Regions from separate parts of the Mus musculus genome. Here region 1 is linked to region 2. A link is a contact called in public Hi-C data. All regions are on one chromosome and are shown on one strand. The core of a region is the stretch at or near the end of the contact, and the rest is flanking DNA. Distances in the headings are between cores, read along the strand shown.

Region 1 (4,935 bases), core at 1,915-4,414, 120 kb after region 2:
CAGACTCTCTACTGTCTGACCAAGATCTGGTCAACTCAGGCACAATCCTGAAAAACATCAACACTGGTAGATCCTAGGCAACCACACAGGCAGGTCACAGCCATGTGACTTTAGGCATTGGTCAATGTGTAGAAGCCAAAGTATTTCCTGGTACTCAGTCCATTTGTGGCAGAAGTCACCTAAGAAATTGAGATATGAAAGGGAAGCTCCTAAGCCCAGCAAGAATTACAACAACAACAACAACAACAATAATAATAATAATAAAATTTGTCTGGACTTAGTTCGGGTTCTGAGAAATCTGTGCACTCAGTCAGAAGCAGCGAGGACCCCACGGCATCGTCAAGGTCACAAGTTTTGAGGCTGAGAAGATGAGGGGTATGGAGTATGGTTCTGTCACATAGCTGCTGTACGTGTGTGAACTGCAGACAGCCCTCAGCTGGTTTCCCAGAACCAGACCCTGAGGAAAGAATGCGTATGTGCTGAGCTGTGAAGAAATTCTCCCAGGAGGAGCCAGGAAGAGAGCAGAGAAAACAGAAACCAGGAAAAGAAGAAGAAAGGTAACACGGAAAAGGAAAAAAAAAAAACAAAAAAAAAACTGTTTTTCAAAGTTTCCAAATAAGGGCAGAATCTGCAATCTTTGAGAGGGCCTGCATCCAGATCTTAGAGAATTTCTGGAGTGTGGAGTTTGTCATGACTTAAAGCAAACAAGTTGGCTTTTCCTGTTCTACATAAAACGGAGGTGACAAAGGTCACTAAATGATTCGACCCAGGAGTGTTCTGGTGGGACATGAGCTCCCCACATTTCTAGCTCTTCCCGCATTGGCCAAAATCATCTCAGGACTGACCTCTGTAGACAGGCTCAGGAGGAAGCTTGCCAGAGCAGACTATACAGAAATCAGTGGAGGAACGCACAGTCTACAAAGGGTTCTGAAGCGCTTCAGGCAGAAAACCAATCATGTCCACCTCACACCTGGACTCTAAATTATGGGCTTAATTGTCAGTAAAAAAAATAATAAATTAAGGGGATGCCCATTGGCTAGGCCAGTCTGCGTATGCTGCAGTCATTAGAATAAACATTCACGTTATTTTCAACTTCAAAACCTAATAGAGCTAAGGGGCTAGTGTACTCAGGGATTTCATAAGAATTGGCTTTTCTGTAAGTTGGCTTTGACATGCACAACAGTGAGCCAACAGGTATGGAGACAAGCTGTCACTCAAGCCAGATGCTGGGAACAATTGTGTAGATGCTTTACTGTCCTCAGAGTCCCTGGGAGACAGGTATACATGTCTCTTAACAATACTGCCCTTCCTTCCTTTCTACTGTATGTTTGTTTGTTTGTTTGTTTGCTTGCTTGCTTGCTTGCATTTTGAGACAGTTTCTCTGTATAGTCCTGGTTGTTCTGGACCTCACTCTGTAGACCAGGCTGGCCTCGAATTCACAGAAAACCACCTGCCTCTGCCTCCCAAGTATTGGGATCAAAGGTGTGTGCCACCATTGACAGGCCTCTACAATTTTTTAACAAGCAAGAAAGACTTAGAAACATAGCCTTTGGGTGAAATACCAGGAACATTATGGAACCTTAAACATCTTTCTTAGTAGAGTTGGCATGAAGGTTTCTTAGATTCCAGATGGTTAGAAAAGAGATAGTTAACTAATTCAGTCATTCTTGTTGTGCCCCCTGCACATCCTCAGTTCAGTTCGACCTACTTATGGGCACTGGCTGATCCCAGCCCTGTCCTAGACACTCAGCTTCCTTATCATTCCTCCCAGACCCATTCCTTAAAACAGGTTGCTATTCTCGTGTACCATTTTCTCATACTGAATCTAAGGCCCTCATGTTAAAAATTTGCACTGTTATATCAGAGGCTGGTGAAGTCTGTGACAGCAAAATAATGATGTGTTGGCTTGTATATAATTGTTAAGGCGTTAGTAATGGGGATGGTCTAATCTTATAGAAGCAGAAAAAAGTTGTTAGATTCAACTAGACCAGGGCAGACATGTCTTGGGCAATAATTCCTCAGGAGTGCATTAGATTTCGAGGGAGATGAAAACATTCATCAGAAAACATCCCTTGAAAGGGGCCGGTGAGGTATATAAACAAATAAACACAATAATTACAGAAAAAAATTAAATCCCTTGGAACTTTATTAGTTTTTCTTTTCATATAGCATCAGAGATGTGCAATAGTTTTTGTTTTTTTGTTTTTGCCATAGAAATCAGGACATTGTTTAAACAGAGCTTCAGTGTCTTAATTCAGCATCGAAGAGTCTAAATAGTTTCAGAAGAATAGTGGTTCTCAGCCTTCCTAATGCTGTGACCGTTTAATACAGTTTCTCATGTTGTGGTGACCCCGACCATAAGATTATTTTCATTGCTACTTTATAAACATGATCTTGGTACTTTTTTGAATTATAATGTAAATATAAGTCTTTTCCAATGGTCTTTTGCAGCCTCTGAAAGGGTCCTTTGGCCCACAAAGGGGTCAGATTGAGAATCACTGCAGTAGAACTTCAATTGACCAATGACAACAAATGATAATCTCTAACTTATCAGTGCTTGCACATTCCAAGGTCAGAATCGCAGTGATCAGCAATGCTACTTCCCAGGAAGATTACAGTCCTAGTATAAACATCTTTTAAAGAATCATCCTCAAAGAGGCAAATTTTCTTTACACGTTTTTCTAGTCATTGTTCCAGAAACATTTTCAACAAATCTTTTACATCTTGCCTTTGACTTCAAGTTGGTAAACAGTTTAATTCACACAGGAATCTTACATATTATAGATATGCTGAAGGATGTGTGCAATCCTACTTAATTTAATTCATAGTCTAGTAAAATGAAAAATTAAAAAAAAAATTTAACTTCAACTGAACTACTAAATTTCAGAAAATTCACCAATGATCAAAGGACATGCTGGGTTCTGTCTGTCTTGCCATGTGGTGGAAGTACTACACAATGGAGTGCTAATAGATATCTTTGCACAACTTGACTTTCCGCAGCTTCGTCCTGATCTCCTGAAATTGATCATAGTAAGAATGTCTACACTGCAGAAAATAATGTCATGCAACTAGAGTTTTTTTTAAATCCAGAAAAACCAGTGGTTAAACAATTACCAGTATCCTCCTGTCTTGGCCAGTTCCCCAAAATGCCCGTGGTCAGCATTACCCAATATAAGACAAGGCATGCCAGAGAGGAAGTTGAAGAAACTGGTGGCAGTTTGAACTAACTGCTGTTAAAATGTCTTACTTTGAGATTTTACAAACATCTAAAAACACTACAAGAATTCCCTCCCAGTAACCCAATCACAAAAGAACTCACATGATATGTACTCACTGATAAGTGGATATTAGCCCAGAAACTTAGAATACCCAAGATACAAGATACAATTTGCTAAACACATGACACTCAAGAAGAACGAAGACCAAAGTGTGGACACTTTGCCCCTTCTTAGAATTGGGAACAAAACACCCATGGAAGGAGTTAACAGAGACAAAGTTTGGAGCTGAGACAAAAGGATGGACCATCTAGAGACTGCCATATCCAGGGATCCACCCCATAATCAGCTTCCAAATGCTGACACCATTGCATACACTAGCAAGATTTTGCTGAAAGGACCCAGATATGGCTGTCTCTTGTGAGACTATGCCGGGGCCTAGCAAACACAGAAGTGGATGCTCACAGTCAGCTATTGGATGGATCACAGGGCCCCCAATGGAGGAGCTAGAGAAAGTAACCAAGGAGCTAAAGGGATCTGCAACTCTATAGGTGGAACAACAATATGAACTAACCAATACCCTCCCACCCCCGAGCTCAGCCATCAGTGGAAGGGAGGCCCATTGGTCGTGCAAACTTTATATGCCTCAGTACAGGGGAATGCCAGGGCCAAGAAGTGGGAGTGGGTGGGTGGGGGAGTGGGTGGGGGAAGGTGTGGGGGACTTTTGGGATAGCATTGGAAATGCAAATGAAATAAATACCCAATTTTTAAAAAAAGAAAAAGTAAAGAAAATAGTAAAAAAAAAAAAAAAAAAGATTTCCCTCCCAGGACTACAGGGTCAGGAGAAGGGTCTGGAAACATAATCCTCCTTAGCTCTTTGGCTAGCTTAGCTGATCCTTTCAGGTCATTCAAATCTTGGGCAATGGCATCAGAGCAATCATCCACGACCTTTATCAATAATGATTGTCTTGACCATGATCTACCCCTTACGCTATTTTTTTCTTCAGGAAACTTGTCACTACCACACAAACTCTGTGAAAAAGAGTCTTGTTTTGTTAAATATAGTATTCTACTGCAAAATGCAGTGCATGGTCCAAGACTACAAGGTGAGTTAATTACACACTATATGCAATAACACGGACAATTACCCATAAATTATTACTAGGTAGCAAAACTAGTATATGATTGGTACGAATCATTCATCAATTTGGTTGTGGGGGGTTATGGAGGTCAATCTTGTGAAGGAAAAAGTGGGATGGAGAGTGAGTTGTCACAGGCTCCAGTGACTCCTCAAAGTTCTGATCTGCCATATCCAGAATTAGATCTAAGATGGCTCCCAGAACACCAGTGAGACAGCAAAAGGAATCGAGGCCAGGGCGGTGGTTGCTTCTTGGTCTTCATGGAAGTCCTAACAGATGAAGATGTTCCCCCTACCCCTCCCCTGCTCCTTCTGAGTTACCTCATTAGGCAGGGCGTTTATTGTTGTATGGTGACAGTGTGGTGAGATATGATTGGTCAATGATTTAGGGGCTTGGGATTAGCTTGAACACAGTATACAAGCTTATGCACTGTGCAATAAACTCAAATCTGCACCCTGATGCTGTCTCCAGGATTTGTCACATGACTCCATCTCTCTCTCTCTCTCTCTCTCTCTCAATCTCTCTCTCTCTCTCTCTCTCACACACACACACACACACACACACTCCCCATTCCTTGGCTC
Region 2 (4,825 bases), core at 1,231-3,730:
GAAGAACGAAGACCAAAGTGTGGACACTTTGCTCCTTCTTAGAATTGGGAACAAAACACCCATGGAAGGAGTTACAGAGACAAAGTTTGGAGCTGAGACAAAAGGATGGACCATCTAGAGACTGCCTTACCCGGGGATCCATCCCATAATCAGCCTCCAAACGCTGACACCATTGCACACACTAGCAAGATTTTGCTGAAAGGACCCACACATAGCTGTCTCTTGTGAGGCTACGCCGGGGCCTAGCAAACACAGAAGTGGATGCTCACAAGTCAGTATTGGATGGATCACAGGGCCCCCAGTGGAGAAGGTAGAGAAAGTACCCAAGGAGCTAAAGGGATCGGCAACCCTATAGGTGGAACAACAATATGAACTAACCCGTACCCCGGAGCTGGTGTCTCTAGCTGCTTATATATCAGAAGATGGCCTAGTTGGCTATCATTGGAAAGAGAGGCCCAGTGGTCTTGCAAACTTTATATGCCTCAGTACAGGGGAATGCCAGGGCCAAGAACTATGAGTGGGTGGGTAGGGGGGTGGGGGGGGAGTATGGGGGACTTTTGGGATAGCATTGGAAATGTAAATGAAGAAAATACCTAATAAATAAATTTTTAAAAAAGGTAGGGTGGGAGAAATGAGTGGAGACAGAGATAAAGGATTGGAAGTTTTTCTGAAACTTTCCTTTTCATTATTGTTTTATTTGTTCACCGTGCCAGATGTAACAGTACATGGGAGGTACATCTCAACGAGTTGTTGAGGACTCATGAATTAAGTGTACATAAGATTTAGCCAGATGGAAATCAGCCAGGAGCAAAAAGAAAAAAGAAAAGCATTCCAGAAGAAGGGGCTCATGTGCAAAATAACTGGGAAAACAAGAAAGCAAGACTATATAAACTCTCCGTGATTTTAGGCTGACTCAAGTCTACCATGGAAGAGGAAAAGGTATTCCCCCGACAAGAGAAGTAAATAGCAAACAAAAACTATGAGATTCCTACTAACTCAGTGGATACTTGTACTGTGGTCAATTCAAAGCTCAGCTGTCTGTTCACTTGTTCAACAAATTCAGATCTCTACTTGAGATCCTCATGTATAGATGGCCAGTGGAAGCATTCATGGGTTCATGACAACATAAGGGGAAAGATCTTCATTTGATTCCAGCAGTACTGATCAAATTCCCATAGAATTTTCAAGTGAAGCCCTGGGATGGCTGCCTTCTAATCGTGGCAATTTATAAAGAACTAAATAGAAATACGTTCCAAAGTTCTGCCCAGAGCGTGAAAGTAATGATGGGCCCCAAGCTTGCCCAAGCCTAGAGTAATAGAAATGAATAAAAGCTTTGAGCCTGATGGAGTTACACACTCATCTGGCTAGGTGAATCTATTGCACACAGTCTGTAGACTTAAGACAGGTTAAACCCCACCTGCTCCTTTGATGTAATTGCTTCCATTAGTCTCATAGGGATTTGCCTGGCTTTGTATAGTGGTCTTAGCATTTTCATTTTTCTTTGAAAGAATTTACAGTTGCACAAATAACGATTCTTATTCCTATGTTCATAAGTAAACAAGACAAGTAAACAGTAACGAGCTGATACTTTCCAAGGGCGATTAAACTGCTCTTATCCTGCACAAAAAATAAGCTGGGTCTCCCCAAGCCTTCTATTTCTAAATCAGGCTCTGATTCCTGCAACTGTTGTTGTTAAACAGGACTGGGAAGGATGGAGTTAAGGTGAGTGGGGCACAAAGAAGAAAGAGGTGAGAAGAAAAAGAAGCCTTCTCTTCAAAGGGAGAGCTTTGACATGGAAATGTGCCTCCTGAAGATAATGGGGAGGAGGGCTGTCCGGCTAAAAGAAGATGAGGCCAAAAAGCAAATGCCACATACCTCCCAAAACACAAATGGTGGGAATGAAAGAATCAAGTGTTGTGCCTGTAACTGCCTCCTCAAAGGATAGAGAAGGTGACAGGGCACTTGCTAGCTGCGAAGTCCTTCAGAAGAGAGATGCCAGGCTATCCTCTCAAATGACAGCATCCCACACACAATTAGTACAGTGTAAAGTCTGAGAAAGTTGGGTTTCTTACTTTTCACATCCAGATCGTGAATAAAGGGGGCCCAGAAAAGGGGGTAAATAGACTCCTGTAATTTTATCAATGGGGAAATCAGTGAAATTCTAGAGTTTCCCACACTTTGTTACACCCCAGTAAGGATTTATTTTCTCCTCTGGCTAGCACTATATCACCATTGTAAGAGATCTAATGGGGCCTGTTGGGTCTCTTCTCCACAGCGCTCCCAGATGTCAGTTGATGAGAACACACATGAGAACCTCCTCATTTCCTCATCATCTCTTGGGTAAGGGCAACTGCTCCTTTCAGTGGTGTCAGTTTTGTAAGTCAGTTTGACAAAAAGTGTGTGATGAGGACAAGAGCACAGGGCTCTGGCCGTAGACAACCAGAGAAGAGGAGTGGGGCAGCCCAGCTTGTTATTGAGACACCTAGTTGAAGGCAGTTAAGACAGAGCAGGATGTGTGCTAAGGGCGCAGGTCCTTCCAACAGCCACCACCTCCACCCAGCGGTTGCCAGGGCAGCTTGGAGAGGAAAGGACTATTCCTACAGGTGTAATTTCAACCCACTCTTCTCTCCCTTTCTGCTAAAATGATATTGGCAGGAAGCTGGGAGAAAAATGATTTGTGCAGTAAGCAGATGGGCCCATGGAAAAAGAGGGCAGGGCTCCTCAACTTCTCCCTTTCTGCACTGGTGTAGTCTCCCACATACCTGGATCTTTATTGGGGAAATAGATGACTGCTACTCTAGGCTTTTTGTGCAAGAAAAGAGTACAGGAAGCCATGGTTCACAGAGGCCTCTGGGGAGACTACGTTACTTTAGCTCCTGTCGTGGATCAATGTCTTTCTTATTATGAAATTTTAGAAGGCTTTCATTGGCAGAAAAAGTTAAATATGCTCACATATACAGGCTCCTACAGAGTTTGTAAGCCCCATGTCTTAGTCTGCTTTTTGTAGGACTAGTAGAGTTGCTGAGCCCAGCTGACTTTCAAAGAAAATGGGTTTGCTCAACATTGTGTGTCTATAATGGACATGAGAAACCCAAGTACATGGTTCCACATGACCAGCTCTTTTTTGAGGTGGTACTTCAGTTCCATGGCAAAAACACAAACAACAAACAAACAAACAAACAAACAAACCAAACACAACACAAAACAAAGAAACAAGCAAAAAAAACCAGAAAAGAACGTGCACACATGGAGAAGACTGAGAACATGGTGGGGTCAAGCCCTCAAGAGTGAGAACTTTCATGAATCTAGCCATAAGAGGGCATCCCTGTGACTCAACCATCCCGCACTTGGCTCCACCTCTCAATGCTGCCCTTTTGAAGAATTCAAGTCCTAATGCTTGAACCTGAGAGGGCACATCCAAATTAAATTACTCTACGAAAGTCGTCTATCATGAGACTTGGTTGGACGCCTTAGATGCTCCTGTGTGGTGTAGATGATTAATTTGCTTCAGTTCCCAGGTAGCCATCACACTATGCAGAATGGTTACTACAAGTCTTTCAGACTTCACAGCATTTCCTAAATACATTCCTCAGCTAGTAACTATTAATCCACACCTTCTAAAGGCTATGTGTTCGTTCATCTCACTCTTCCCCAGAAGAACTGAGGAAATGGCAGGAAAGACATATCTTAAATGCCATAATTGCTTTAGCTGTGAGCTTATCTCTCTCGACTGAGTCAAAGCATGCTTAGGATGAGAGAGAAACATCGGAGCCTCCCATCAAAGATGAGAGAATGTACTGCTGAAGAGAAGCTTCTGGATCAGGAAGGTTAAAGCCAGGGAGAGAGCCAACAGGTCCTGAGACGCAAGGACACCCTGCCCTACATTCCTGTTTTTTCAGGGAGGGGCTTCGACTGTCCACAGAGAGCATTTGCCATTTTACAGACACTGACGGCTTCTTTCTAAGGCTCGAGAGTGTTATTAAAGTCCCTGATACATCAAACTAAACATCTGACAGTTAGATAGTGCCGGCAGATATCTTTGTTATCATGACCTTCACATTTTCAGTGTGGTCTCGACCAGAGATAAGTCCACTTCAGCCTCAGACTGCACAGGACTCCTCAAAGGAGAGCTGGGAATCTCCTGGTTTTCCCCACTTTTTCTTGTCCCTGACAAGAAGGCCTCCCCTTGATTTGTTTTTGTCCAGCCTCATTTTGATTTATGGCTTTTCTCCCCCACCCCCTCAACTCCCCCTAAGAATCCAGGAGAGAGAACCAAAAGGAGGGGGCATCTGGAGAGGCCACACAGTCCCCCCCCCATCATTGTTTGAGGTTCCCAGGTGTCAGATGAGGTGAATTTACTCTGTCCAACAGCAATGAGAATTTTTAGTGTGAAGGAAGAAAGAAACATCCAGGGCTCAGTGAAGCCGTTGGTATATTTTTCAATTAATACAGCTTTTGTACTTTCCAAAGTTTACGTAGGTGACAAGACTTCATCCACAAAAGATCTTCAGTTTCCCCTAAGCTCAGTATCATTAAAAAAAAAAAAATCCCAGAAAGGAATGCATTTGTATTGCATAAATATAGATGGGTAGATATGGGCAGTTGACAGATAACTATTCGACTCAACCCTCTTACAACCTACACTGGCCACATAGCTCCCCTGCCACATTTTCAAGCTCCCTCTTAAAATGTTCATATGTTACAGCAACCTAACATAGTGTCTCAAAGCCTGAGACATCCTAGAAGAAATTACTCGTCTAAAATAAATGCAATATAATGAGTGCTATGGCAACAACTTGATTTCTTGCTTTGCTTTCTAAATGAC

The links. A called contact is a pair of places that touch in the nucleus more often than the background predicts.
Region 1: a contact with region 2 is called in a Hi-C map of myeloid progenitors, with 2.8 times the contacts expected there. The contact joins two enhancer-like sites. A contact is called at or near these places in 1 of 15 datasets of contacts at CTCF or cohesin (the G1E-ER4 cell line) and 5 of 484 Hi-C or Micro-C datasets (the HPC-7 cell line, Sertoli cells, cranial neural crest and 2 more).

The regions. Positions count from the first base shown.
Region 1 is chr10:17,610,342-17,615,276 of GRCm38.p6, forward strand. The region is part of intron 3 of Gm32543 (a long non-coding RNA gene); the gene reads right to left. Among named protein-coding and RNA genes, the nearest start is that of Gm32656, 47 kb to the right of the region's middle. Within about 2 kb of position 3,165, at least 30 of the 459 cell types and tissues checked have an H3K27ac peak or open chromatin away from gene starts, as enhancers often do. A contact at or near this core is called in myeloid progenitors, where this site is marked.
Region 2 is chr10:17,489,326-17,494,150 of GRCm38.p6, forward strand. No RefSeq gene overlaps it. Among named protein-coding and RNA genes, the nearest start is that of Gm32656, 170 kb to the right of the region's middle. Within about 2 kb of position 2,481, at least 23 of the 459 cell types and tissues checked have an H3K27ac peak or open chromatin away from gene starts, as enhancers often do. A contact at or near this core is called in myeloid progenitors, where this site is marked.